Linked DNA regions of Capra hircus: region 2 is linked to region 1. Evidence: chromatin contacts called from public Hi-C data. All regions are on one chromosome and are shown on one strand. The core of a region is the stretch at or near the end of the contact, and the rest is flanking DNA. Distances in the headings are between cores, read along the strand shown.

Region 1 (7,237 bases), core at 59-2,558:
ATATTTGGCCAAACGAAATCAGTCACTTTGGATGGAGTGCCTTTGAAGCGGAACTGTTCTCCCCTCACCAGGCTTTCTTCACTAGCCTTGCTGGTTTCTTCACAGTCCCAGCAGCCTCCCGTCTCAGAGGCCTGACCTCAGTCAAGTCCTGTTGACCCTTCCTACACTATGGTTTTCATGTATGTCCCCTGGGGTCATCCTGGTCTCCCACACCATCCTCTCCGGCCTGGAACTTACAGGGGTCTCCAAAACGGGTTCCTCCAGTTGATCTCGCGAACCCTCTCTCACACAAGTGGCCACATCCTCTTCCTCACACTCCTTTGCATGTGATCCTTGCTCATCAACTTGCAGTGTTGCCCAAGGTGATGAGCTGCGACCTCAAGGCCCCCCGTAACTGGGCTGCCAACCAAATTTCCAGAATCGTGTCCCCGTTATGAGCACACTTGCATGGGTGTGTATACACACACACACATTCACAGAGCTTTTGATTAAGCCAGAATGACGTCCCCTCTGTTCCTAGGAAATGTTCCATGGATTCCTGTCATTGTGCCATTGTGCCCACCACTTCCCCAACCTGGCACTCCCTCCCCCATAATGTGAACTAAGTCCCTCTCACCCTTTCCACCTTCCCTCCTCCTTCCACCTTCCGGGTCCACAGAGAGCGGTGCCGGTCCTGACTGCACACCCCGTTTATCCTGTGCACCAGCCTGCAAACAGCTGGCAAGTTAGAGCATATGTCATTACCGCCGTTTAGCAGGAGCAGAGCCTGCACACGAAGAGCTGAAGGAGCCATCTCCCCAAGTCCACACAGCAGTGGGCAGTTGCAGCACAGCTCGCCTGGTCTCCAGCCCACTCCAGCCCTCTGCTGGGACCCCTGCAAAGCCAGAGGCAGAGGAGCTGGGAGGAGGAGGAGGAGGTAGGGGGAGGGGAGGACGGACCATGGTTGTGGAGGGTGGGGGAGAAGCAGTGAGTAATGGTCGGCTCCCCCAGTCAGCCAGAAAAAAATAGGGCAAGCTCAGCTTGCGGAAGCACCCAGCACAGCACCCGCCACGTGATTAGCCAGAGGTGGAGACCGCGCAGGGGGCCTTTTCCTATAAACAAGCCCACTGCCTTGTGGTAAAAACACGAGGGGGCAGTGTTTCTGGTTTCCTGGAAGGCAGCCCAGAGGCCACTGCCATTTTTGCATCTTTTTGCGTTATCACATTGACTTGGGGGAGTTGGACACAGTTTGCTGGGCTCTATAGGAAAACACAGTAGCCAAGCCTTCCAAACAGGGCGCTTTTGTCCACAGCTGACACCCTGGCCGGGAGCCCAGCTCAGCCTCAGGGAAGATTTAGGTCAGAAGGAAAATGGGGGCGGGGGTGGCCGCAGCCTTAATATCTGGCCTAGCAAGATAGAGACGGCTCCCACGGTCTCACCTGTGCCCCCACGGTCTCACCTGTGCCCCTCTGGCAGGCTCATGGGGCGGCTGGCCTTTCCTCCGCAAGCCCTGCGGACTCTAGGAGGAGATGTGGGTAGGCCTCATCAGCCCTGCAAGAGCTATTTGGCAAATTCCCATTGTGCTGGAAATTCCCCATTTTGCCGTTTCGTTCAGTTGTTACCACTTCCCACTTAGCTCAAGTCAGAAGCTCTTCCCTTAGCTGTTTGGAGTGTGCAGACCTGTGAGAAGGAAGGATTGTGACCTAAGAGAAGCTTCCAGTCAGCTGCGGAGGGAGCCGGGAACCGTTTCCAAAGCAAGTAAGCTTCAAGAGGCAAAAAAGCACGTTGTCCTGAGTCACGGAGACTTTGAGGGCTGTGCCTGCTTTATAGGAAGTTCACGTTCCACAGTGTTTTCCCCACTCAAAGGGGAGTTTTAGAGGACCTGCCCTTTAACCACTTGCTGCCATGTTCCCCCTGAAACACCCTTTCAAGAAGGCTCCTTTTCACGGGGATCAGCCTGAGAACCTATCCCGAAGTTCTTGTCGCCCATGCGCATTTATGGGGTTGGCAAATAGGCTTCAGGTGCCCGCAGCTTTTGTTCAAAAAGGGTCACCTGCCCAGGCCTGGCGCCTGGCTGCCTTGCGAAGCTCGCTTGCCGGCCTCGCCCGCCATCTTCTGGACGAAGGTAGAACTGCTGCCAGCGAAAGGCTATTTGGACAGAAGATGCCTCTGTCGATGCTTCAGCCTCCTAGCAGAGGCTTCCAGGGCAAACTTGAAAACCAACCAAGGAGGGCCCATGAAAAAGAACTACTCTTAAATTCCCAGAAAACTGCCACGGATTTCATTTTCAACAGCAAAGATTCGTGTAAAGATACGTCTCTTTATTTTTTTTTAATCATTCCCAGTGTGTCTTGCCTCACTTATCACCAAACAAGCATGCATTTGAACCCTGGCTATGAGCCAGAGGCCAAGCTAGGTGCTGGGGGCAGATGAATCACACAGTCCCTGTTTTAAAAGAAAGCCTGGAGTATTTTCATAGGAACCTAAAACTTCTCCTTAAAATTCAATTTAGAAAATAAAAAGTCTGGAGTCTCTTTGGACAAACCAAAAATTTCTCTATAACATTAACTTTTTAAAAAATAATTTAAAAAAAAAAACACCTAAAGTCCAGAGGTCCAGAAACCTGTGAGCCAAGGGTAACATTGCAATGTGATCAGTGCCACGAGGGGGTGTCCCACGTGCCATCAGGCCTGGGAAGGAGGAAGTCTGCCTGGGGCAGAAAGGGGAATTGTCCAAGGGGAACAGAAAAGGTGACATTTGACTGGTGGTGAGCAGCCAGTCCATTCTAAAGGAGATCAGCCCTGGGTGTTCTTTGGAAGGACTGATGCTAAAGCTGAAACTCCAGTACTTTGGCCACCTCATGCGAAGAGTTGACTCATTGGAAAAGACTCTGATGCTGGGAGGGATTGGGAGCAGGAGGAGAAGGGGACGACAGAGGATGAGATGGCTGGATGGCATCACGGACTCGATGGACATGAGTTTGAGTGAACTCTGGGAGTTGGTGATGGACAGGGAGGCCTGGCGTGCTGCAATTCATGGGGTCGCAAAGAGTCAGACAGGACTGAGCGACTGAACTGAACTGAGCAGCCTAAAAGGGAGGGCAGGGAAGGCTCAAGTTAGTCTCATAGAGTCAGGGCCACTCCTCCCCCTTCCTCCCCTTTCCATGGCCAGCAACATTGTTAGCAGATGGGAACATTGTTAGCAACTGGTCACTGGGAAACTTGGAGGGTGTTGAACTTGGGTGGGAACCTTGGAGAGTCTAGAGAAGGTGGAGAGGTGAAAGGTTATGGGATCTTTTTGAAGATGATTTGGGGGACCGGGGTGCTGCAGAGCCGCTGGTTCAGCCCACAGGTGTGGGACAGACAGTAAATGCTGTGGCCAAGAGGAAGTAAAACAACAGACTTTGGAGTAAAAGGAAACTGGGTTTGGATCTCAACTTGGCTGCATCACAGCTGTGTGACGTGGACAGACCACTTAACTTCTCTGAGCTGCGGTTTCTTCACGCATAAACAGGAGTGATGATAACAGTCTGTGCTGAGGGGAGTTAAATGAGGCAATGCCTGTGCAGCTCTAGCCCAAGGCCTGTCAGTGACTGGCTGTGGAGGCCTCGGGGCATGATACTGAGGACCCAGTTTGGGTCTTCTGCAGAGCTGTGTCCACGTGTTCCCAGAGGCACCCACACCTCTCAGGCATCTTCCAGACAGGGCTGGCACACCTCACGAGATATACTTATGCTAAAACACGATTACTTGTTTAGCTTTGTTGTCGTTCAGTTGCTAAGATATGTCCATCTCTTTGTGACCCCATGCGCTGCAGCAGCACACCCAGCTCCTCTGTCCTCCACTATCTCCTGGAGTTTGCTCAAACTCATGTCCACTGAGTCAATGATTTTATTTAACCATCTCATCCTCTGCCACCGCTTTCTCCTGCCCTCAGTCTTTCCCAGCATCGGGGTATTTTCCAGTGAGTCGGCTCTTCGCATCAGGTGGCCAAAGTATTGGAGCTTTGCCATCAGTCCCAGCTGGTCCTCCTGTATTTTTAGTGGCTAAATCTGGCAAACCCCCTGGGGGATGACCCAAGGTAGTAGCCAAGATAGATAATGGAAGTAGTTTGACACTGCTATGGAAACCCCTGGAAGCTGCTGGGAACTCAGGTACACCGGAGTCAGAGACTTTCAGGCAGCTTCTGCAGGTCGAAGCTCATTCCAGCCCACCCTCTAATAATGAGCCAGCATCTCTAAGGTGGGGTCCCTTGAGTTTTGCAGGCAGTTCTAAGAGCAGGAAACACGGAGCACACAAGGCAGAGTGAGTCCAGAGCAAATAAATTTGCAGGCTAAACAGGTTCCTTCATGGCTAGACCTTTATTATGCTGATGTGAACTGGGAGTTTCTGGAAGGGGAGGGGGAGAAGGTTTGCAGTGCTTCCCAGATCCCATCTGATCCTGGGAACTTGCTCTTCACATGCATCCCTTAGTCTTGGCTTTCCAGGAAATGCTGCTCAAAGATGACACGTGAAAGCAAAAATTACATCACAAACGTCTGTAAACCACAGGTGAGACACAGGTGCTAGGCAGTCCCTGTCAGAGCGAACCATTTTTGATCCTGCCAGCAATGCAAGCGGCTGCTCACCAGCAGAGACGCCATAGCCATGGCCCACGTGTGGGTTTTTAGGGAGGCTCCCACTGTGAATGCTGGGATTTTAAGCTGATGGGGTTTTTGTCATCTTGTGGCACAGCGCGGAATTTTCAGGGGCCTTCCCCAAACTCCCAGCCATGTCTTCCATTATTCTGCTTCTGGACCTAAAATTCCACCATCGGCGTGAGGAGGCCTTGACATTAGTTCGAGTGCAGATATGCCTGGGAGATGCTTCTGAGCCTCCATCAGCCACCACCACAAGGTGTGAGTCAGTAGATGTGACCCATCTCAAGTGACAGGTGGCACCTTTGTTTTCTGGGCTGGGAAATTACTCTGAGGCTCAGGGCAGCTATTCAAGCTGGAGGTGCAGGGGCCGAGGGGAGCTGACCTGAGCTGTCAGAGGGGAGCTAGGGCCCTGCTAGGGCCAGCAGAGAAGAAACACAATCTAAACTCCTTCAGAATTTGCCAAGCCCACGGCTTACCTGCAACCCTATAAAAATCTAAACACTGGCCTAAAATGATTACATCTCCTCACTCACAGCAAGAGGCCCCTAATCCTTTCCCACAGGTTTGACTCCCCTCTGGAGACTTCTGTCTATCCAGAGGCCTCTAGTCCCTGTGAGATGACATAGCATTTATAGGCACAGGTCACACTCAGGTCCAGGCCTGCTCTAACCTAGCCCCCAGCTCTGGAAACCCAGCCACCTGCTACCCCAGGTCCAAGACCTGAGTGCTTTGGTCCTGCCCCGTCACCTTATTTTCCAAGCCCAGAAGTTGATTCGCTGCCACATTCACCCCTCCTGGCATCTTAATTTTCTGCCTGTCATTCCACTTTGGGATCTGCAGCCCTGTGGCCCTTCACCCTCCCAAGGATTGGGGCTTGTACCCCAGGGCCCAGGACAAAGCCAGACGCTGCTATAACAGTTCTCCTATGCCTCCTCCTACTGGATGGCTCCCGACTCCTTCCTGCTAGAGGTCCCCATGGACAAAGACCCACCCCCTCAGTGGCTCCTTCCTTTGCTGGTCTCATTCCCACGGTTCTGTTTATAATCAATTGATGAGTATTTCTGAGCATGACATGTTCTGCACACCTTACTCTCCCCCCTGGAACACAGACTCCACAGCCAGTTCTGGAGATCCGGGTTGCCATCAGGAGTTCTTTCGAGCTGGAATGCCTCCCAGGGGGCTTGTGGATTTAGCTTTTCTGGGGTGACCTGAGAATTCTGCAAATGACCAGGAGCAAGAACCTTCAGAAAAACTCCTAGGCCGAAAGCGGCCCCATAAGGACAAGCTGGACCACAAGGGGGCAATGTCGGCCAACGGTGCTTCACTGAATGAAGGTCGCCTTCCTCTTGTAGCTTTGAGGGAAGGATGGAACGTTCTTTACGGGAATAAGTTTATGTTAAGTTACATGAAATGAAAAAGGAGTGTCTGATGAAACATTCAAGGCTTTTGGGGGGATTACTTCAGCATTAGCATAGGGGAGACGTTCCATACCTCATTCAGGACATTCTAGAATACCAGCTCAGGGCAAGCGTAATAGCAGCTTTACCATCTAGCTCCTAGCTCACCTGTGGTAATGTGGGGACAAGGATAACAGGCCTATATGAAGCAGGGCAGGTTTCACGGCTCCAGTGCTTATGTGCAGAAACTGCATTCTTGGAGGGTTCCAATAACTTGCCAGGGTCTTGACTTAGCCAATGGCAGAGCTCGACCCAGGACCCCAGGACCTCAATCCCTGGGTCAGAACATTTTCCAGTGCTCCACTGGGCCCTTCCTGCCACCCCAGAGGAGTTATTCAGAAATTGGTTGAATTTTCAGCCTCAGGGCTGAAAGCCCCTGAGGCCCAAGCTGGAGGGTCTCCACACCCCGTTTCCAGCTCTAAACAATCCAAGTCCAGAATTGCATCCTTATGCCAACTCTTCATCGGAGTAGGCCTCCCATCAGGAGCTTCCACCTGGTTAGAGCATAAGGGCACCTGTATTCAGGCTTCACCACTGGTGGGCTTTGCTTCAGTAAGCCCAGTATGTAAAGCCGTTGGATTTATAGAAATTAGAGATTGGGAGGGAAGCAGCTTTGTGAAATGATACATATAATTCTTTTAGATAGCAAGGTTCCCACACCCATCACTGTACTTCCCAGGCGTTTAATTTATATCCACTTTTGTGGGGATTCATCTGCTGCTAATTTACTCATACCACAGTAGAGAGATCAAACAAGGAAAGTGGTCAGAAGTAAGGCCTCTGGTTCTGCTTGGAGGCTGTAAGGATGAAAAGGAGAAAATGTAGCTCCTTGACCCTCTGCCACTCTGGCCTACCTACCTCCCACTCACTAGCCAGAAGGGAGCTACAGCTTGATCAGGGCCATCGGCTACACTGACCCTTGACTGCCTCTGCTGTGAGACAGCATGTCCTGCCCTCATCCTGCTCTAGAGGGAAAATGAGACAAGCACCAGGTCACTTAACGCAAGACAGCTAGAGATGCACAAAGAACACAGGCTCACAGGCGGCAGTAGCTGGGATAGGCCTTGAAGTCTGGAGGGACTTTCCTAGGTAGAGATAAAGGAGAGAGGGTTTTGTAGGCTGAGAAAACTGCCAGCAAAAAGTCAGGAAGGCATGTGAACTT
Region 2 (6,903 bases), core at 1,771-4,270, 190 kb after region 1:
AGTCCTCGGTTCTGGGAAGAAGTTCTTGAAAGCCCCAGATAGGTGAGCTGAGGTACCTGGAGAAGCCCCCTAGAGGGCCTGAGCTGGACTGGCCAGGGAGGCCTGAACATGCTGCCTTTTGGGGCCTCTGGGGCAGGGCTCCAGCCCACACTCCAGATTTCTACCATGACTTGCTTGCCAGTGTGAAGCCAGTTATCTTGGCATTATCTCTCTGGCTTCATCCATTTAGACTCTCATCTTTGGCTCATAGAATTCACTCCTCTCTTCTTCACCTGTTCGATTTTTTATTTGCTCCCCTGATTCCAGGGAAGACACAGGACTGTCTGTCCCAAGCAGGGGGGAACTTGAAGGCAGAGGGGACTGGCCGGGTGAGAGGAGTACTGCTTATCAGAGATGTGGCAAGGTTACTTACAAATAGCTGTAGACTCTTGGCAGGGTCCTAGAAATTCACTCAGGTCCTTCATCAGAGAGGGCATTAAATTTCATTTCGTAAACCTAGTAAGAATTGTAATTAGCAGCATGGAGAGAACAAGAGTCTTCTTCTCTGGGCTGAGTGACCAGAGCAGTAAGCCTTGAATGGACATTGCTTATCCAGTCAACCCATGGTCCCTTTCTTCTTCTTCTTCTCCCACCTCTTACAATGTGGGTGAAGCTGTGCTCTCAGGCTCAGGGACTTCTTCCTAGTTGCACTGCTTTGCCTGCAAATGGATTCTCCATCTCTCCAAAGCCCTTTTGAATAAATGACTACATTGGATGGGACCAGGTTTGCATTTCCATTTCTCGTCTGGATGTTGCTCTCTTCAAATCTTTGGCGTCCAGGGCTGGAGATTCCATTTCTCCCCCTTGTGTGGATGCTACACCCTGCCTGGAGCCAATGCCTCTGGACCCCTTGTCTGTGTGGATGAGTCAGATGATGGTTGGTGCCTGACACATCATCCTTGGTTTCTGGGCTCTTGAACTGTGGGTAGGAAGTTGCAGAAGGGAGCCACCACATAGCAGAGTGGGTGGGGTACAACAGTGGGGAGATTCCCTCACAATGATTTTTGGGGGAGGAAAGGAGCACCTGGGAACCCAGGTGGTCAAAGGCAATTGAATTGTACAAATTAATGTTGCCCAGGGAGACACAGCTAAGATCATCATGTGCCTCTAGATTTCCTCTAATGAAGCTTTCAAGAAGAGACGAATTGGGCTTGAAGGATGGACCACCCACATCATGCATTCAGGTCTGCATTTCAGCTCAAGGTGTTGCAGGAAAGTGGAGCTGGAGAGGATGGTCATGTCCCAGGTCTCGGGTGAGTACCTGGGATGGGCTGCCAAGTGAGGGTCCTCGGCTTTGTGCAGGAAAGAACTCAAGAGTGAGCCATGGTAAAGTGAAAGCAGATTTATCCAGCAAGATACACACTCCACTGACAGAGTGTGGACCGGCTCAGAAGGCAAGAGGCAGCCCCAGGGCATGGGGGCCCCTGGGAAAGTGAGAGCAGCCGTGGGGGTGGTTAGTTTCTATGGGCCGGGTAATTTTATAGGCTAACCAGTGGGAAGAATATTCTAACTGTCTTGGAGAAGGGGTGGGGATTTCCAGGAATTGGGGCACGACCCACTTTTGGCCTTTTATGGTTGGTCTCAGAATTATTCTGGAGCTTGTGGGTGTGTTATTTAGCATAGGCTAATATATTATAATGAGTGTATAATGAGGCTCAAGGTCTGCTAAGTCGAGACTTCCTCCATCTTGGATCTAATCAGTTCTAACCAGTTTTTGTCATACCCTCTCAGATTTGAGGTGAGCCTGTCTATGAAATAAGGTGTGGAAATATTTTTGTTTATTGTGATTTCAAAAGGCAGGGAGGAGAAAATGAAGATGAGAGAAGGAATGAGGAACTAGCATTTGTTGAGCCCTTTGAGTGCTTGAGAGAGAGGCCTCACATGCATTAACTTTCTCTTCCTCACATTGATCTTGGGAGGTATTGTTTATTCCACTTTACAGAGGAGGAAACAGAAGGTATATTGTAGCACAAGTATCACAGCTAGTAAACGGAGAAGCCAGTTGCTACTTTGTTCTTTATTTAGTGTAAAAATTAATGAGAACATTCTGAACAATTCAGTCCTAAAAAATAAAAAAAGACTTCATGAAGCATTCCATCCAATCCAATGGGCTGTGTGACCTGGGACAAGTCAGTGAACCTTTCTGGGCTATAGTTCGAATATCTATGTCAAGAAGCTATTCCAGAATGATCTACCATCTAAGAGCTTCTGACCCAGTCTCTAATCACTCTTGTTCTCAAAGGACTTCCTCTTGCCCAGCCCGAATCTCTCAATAACTTAAATTGTACTGATAGGAAATAACAGATTAGTACTTATCAGGAGTAAATCAGGAATTCACATCCTCCTCGGCTGGACAGCACTGGCAGAGCTGTGCTATAACTCTCTTAAACCAGGCCCTCAAATAGGCAGGAGAATGAAAACACATGGTGAGTGCGGAAGGGGTTCTGCATCGCCTGGGTTTCCACCTCACCACTCCTCCACAGCCACTGCAGCCAGTGTGCCTTCACCTTGCCCCTGCTCCATCTGCAGCTCAGGTGCTCCCCCACAGCTGGCCACCTGCACCAAGGGAAGAGCCGGTGGCCACCATGCTTTATCCCAGGGCAGGCCTAGCCAAGACAAACAGGTTGGACTTGCATGGCCTCCCCTGTCCCCTGGGAGAGCACTGCCCAGGTAGGGACAATAAGATAATATTTATGAGAAAAAGTATAGTCTACAGCAGCACATGCACCTTGAAATTCTAGGAGCTCTGAACTGCAAAGGCACTCCCTGGTTCCCTGTGCAATTTGTACTCACTTGGTCTCGGTGGGGAAGGGAGCACACATCCACACATATATATGCACGTACATGGACACACATACACACGTGTATTTATATGCATGTATGCATACCAACTGTCTTCTTGGAGTTTGCTAAGCCTCTCACATGAAGCATCAACAGCCCTAGGAAATTGTACTTATGAACTCTAATTCCACTGGAGCTTGCCAGCATTCCAGGGCCAAGTCAAGGCTTTTAAATAGCTGTGGACTAGATTCTAACCTTGGAGCACAGACTGGACAAAAAAGGGCCTAAAAATGCCAGGGAAGCCAAAGTCTACCTTCCTCACCATCCATGTTCCTCTCTCCTACCCAGCCTCCTGTATTTACCCTGCAATGCATACACCAAAAAATCAGTAAATCCCAAAATGAGCACTTGGCTGTAAGAGAGACAGATGCCAGTTGAAGCTTTGTGTGTGAGGGTGTGCGTAGCTGTGCCCAGCACTTGATCCAGGGATGGCCACCAGAGGCAGTGTCATAATTTAAGTCAAGTTGTCTTTGGCACCCGCCTGCGGCTCACAGATCAGCCTCTTTGTTCCCCTCCCAGCCCTCCTCAGGCACCCATCCAAGCTGCTCTGTGCACTTCAACTAAATTTATAGGACGCTGCTCCACTCGGCACTGTGCTGAGGAGTACAGAGTCATTCTGGTGTCAGGTCTGCTGCAAGCTCTGCGACCTTGGGCTTTTCAAGTGACTGGGCTCTTGCTCCACCTTAGAGATGCTGGCAGATGCAAGAAAGGTGATGAGGAACTTGGGCTCAGAGGAAAAGCCTAGTCTTCTCACCAAAAGACTGGCAAATACCCCTCTACTTGTAAGTTTTAAGTTAAAATAAGGCTCCCCAGGTGGCGCTAGTGGTAAAGAACCTGCCTGGGAATGCAGGAGATGTAACAGATGCTGGTTCGATCCCTGGGTAGGGAAGATCCCCTGGAGAAGGGAAGGACAACCCACTCCAGTGTTCTTGCCTGGAGAATTCCATAGACATAGGAGCCTGGCGGGCTACAGTCCATGGGGTCGCAGAGAGTTGTATACAACTTAGCAACTAACACTTTGTTTCTTTTAAGATGCTTAAGGCTTGTGTGCTTCATTGTCTTACCTGCTCTAACCAAAGTTTTCAAGTAACTGATTAACAATAGTCCCAATTTCATTTGATGAATAATGATATCCTAATATAATTAATAATGAATAATAATATCCTAATTCCCTCCCTTTTTAAAATTAGCATCTACAATTTGTAAGAGACTAAAGGCGCACTGTTGTTCCATGTCCAGTTCTAACTGTTGCTTCCTGACCTGCACACAGGTTTCTCAAAAGGCAGGTCAGGTGGTCTGGTATTTCCACCTCTTTCAGAATTTTCCACAGTTTATTGTGATCCACACAGTCAAAGGCTTTGGCATAGTCAATAAAGCAGAAATAGATGTTTTTCTGGAACTCTCTTGCTTTTTCAATGATCCAGCAGATGTTGGCAATTTATCTCTGGTTCCTCTGCCTTTTCTAAAAGCAGCTTGAACATCTGGAAGTTCACGGTTCACGTACTGCTGTAGCCTGGCTTGCAGAATTTTGAACATTACTTTACTAGCATGTGAGATGAATGCAATTGTGAGGTAGTTTGAGCATTCTTTGGCATTGCCTTTCTTTGGGATTGGAGTGAAAACTGACCTTTTCCAGTCCTATGGCCACTGCTGAGTTTTCCAAATTTGCTGGCATATTGAGTGCAGCATTTTCACAGCATCATCCTTCAGGATTTGAAATAGCTCAACTGGAATTCCATCACCTCCACTAGCTTTGTTCACAGTGATGCTTTCTAAGGCCCACTTGACTTCACATTCCAGGATGTCTGGCTCTAGGTGAGTGATCACACCATCATGATTATCTGGGTCGTGAAGCTCTTTTTTGTAGAGTTTTTCTGTGTATTCTTGGCACCTCTTCTTAATATCTTCTGCTTCTGTTAGGTCCATACCATTTCTGTCCTTTATCAAGCTATCTTTGCCAAAGAACTGATGCTTTTGAACTGTGGTGTTGGAGAAAACTCTTGAGAGTCCCTTGGACTGCAAGGAGGTCCAACCAGTCCATTCTAAAGGATATCAGTCCTGGGTGTTCATTGGAAGGACTGATGCTAAAGCTGAAACTCCAATACTTTGGCCACCTCATGCGAAGAGTTGACTCACTGGAAAAGACTCTGATGCTGGGAGGGACTGGGGACAGAATGGGACGACAGAGGATGAGATGGGTGGATGGCATCACCAACTTGATGGACATGAGTTTGGGTGAACTCCAGGAGTTGGTGATGGATAGGGAGGCCTGGTGTGCTGCGATTCATGGGGTCGCAAAGAGTTGGGCACGACTGAGTGACTGAACTGAACTGAACTGAAGGAGGCACTACACTGGAGGGGAAAGGGAGGAGTTACTGGGAGGGGTGGGGCTTGGGGGTGAGACTAGAGCCAGGCTGATTGACAGGAGAAAGGATCAGGCTGGGGAAGGACACAGAGCATGAACCCAGGTCTGGATGCAAGGCCAGATTTGGGGGTCAGGGAGGAGATGGGGTTGCTGGGACACAGGAACTTGTAAGCAAGTAAACAATGGGACATAGAATTGGATACATAGAATAGGAAAGAAGAAAAACTATTTATTATGCACCAATAAGTGTATCACATGATTTTACATACTAATTTCATTTAATCTGAACATCCTTGGGAAAAGGTGGGGCTGGGGACGGCGGTTCCCACCTTAAAGGTTCTCAGCCTTTAACAGGGTTCATCAAGGAAACTAACCTATTTGCTTAATCTCAAACAGCTAGTTAGCAGTAAAACCTAGATTCTAAACTTCCATTTCCATCTCCAGGTCCAGTGGCTATTTCTTTTCATTTTACTGCACCCACAAAGTAGGAAGTCAAGAAACACCTGCAGTAACAGGCAAATTTGGCCTTGGAGTACGGAATCAAGCAGGGCAAAGGCTAATAGAGTTTTGCCAAGAGAATGCACTGGTCATAGCAAACACCCTCTTCCAACAACACAAGAGAGGACTCTACACATGGACATCACCAGATGGTCAACACCAAAATCAGATTGATTATATTCTTTGCAGCCGAAGATGGAGAAGCTCTATACAATCATCAAAAACAAGACCTGGAGCAGACTGTGGCTCAGATCATGAACTCCTTATTGCCAAACTCAGACTTAAATTGAAGAAAGGGGGGAAAAGCACTAGACCATTCAGGTATGACCTAACTCAAAACCCTTATGATTATACAGTGGAAGTGAGAAATAGATTTCAGGGACTAGATCTGATAGATAGAGTGCCTGATGAACTATGGAATGAGGTTCGTGACATTGTACAGGAGACAGGGATCAAGACCATCCCCATGGATGCAAAAAAACAAAATGGCTGTCTGAGGAGGCCTTACTAATAGCTGTGAAAAGAAGAGAAGCGAAAAGCAAAGGAGAAAATGAAAGATATAAGCATCTGAATGCAGAGTTCCAAAGAATAGTAAGAAAAGATAAGAAAGCCTTCCTCAGTGATCAATGCAAAAAAGTAGAGGAAAACAACAGAATGGGAAAGACTAGAGATCTCTTCAGGAAAATTAGAGATACCAAGGGAACATTTCATGCAAAGATGGGCTTGATAAAGGACAGAAATGGTATGGACCTAACAGAAGCAGAAGATATTAAGAAGAGGTGCCAAGAATACACAGAACTGTACAAAAAAGATCTTCATGATCACTCACCTAGAGCCAGACATCCTAGAATGTGAAGTCAAGTGGGCCTTAGAAAGCATCACTGCGAACAAAGCTAGTGGAGGTGATGGAATTCCAGTTGAGCTATTTCAAATCCTGAAAAATGATGCTGTGAAAGTGCTGTACTCAATATACCAGCAAATTTGGAAAACTCAGCAGTGGCCATAGGACTGGAAAAGGTCAGTTTTCACTCCAATCCCAAAGAAAGGCAATGCCAAAGAATGCTCAAACTACTGCACAATTGCATTCATTTCACATGCTAGTAAAGTAATGCTCAAAATTCTGCTACCCAGTCTACAACAGTACGTGAACCATGAACTTC

What was found. A called contact is a pair of places that touch in the nucleus more often than the background predicts.
Region 2: a Hi-C map of blood shows a contact between it and region 1, with 6 times the contacts expected there. The contact joins two enhancer-like sites. A contact is called at or near these places in 2 of 5 Hi-C or Micro-C datasets (both in blood).

What each region holds. Positions count from the first base shown.
Region 1 is chr11:28,498,998-28,506,234 of ARS1.2, forward strand. No RefSeq gene overlaps it. Among named protein-coding and RNA genes, the nearest start is that of TMEM247, 14 kb to the right of the region's middle. Within about 2 kb of position 1,309, at least 2 of the 5 cell types and tissues checked have an H3K27ac peak or open chromatin away from gene starts, as enhancers often do.
Region 2 is chr11:28,684,146-28,691,048 of ARS1.2, forward strand. No RefSeq gene overlaps it. Among named protein-coding and RNA genes, the nearest start is that of SOCS5, 27 kb to the right of the region's middle. Within about 2 kb of position 3,021, at least 3 of the 5 cell types and tissues checked have an H3K27ac peak or open chromatin away from gene starts, as enhancers often do.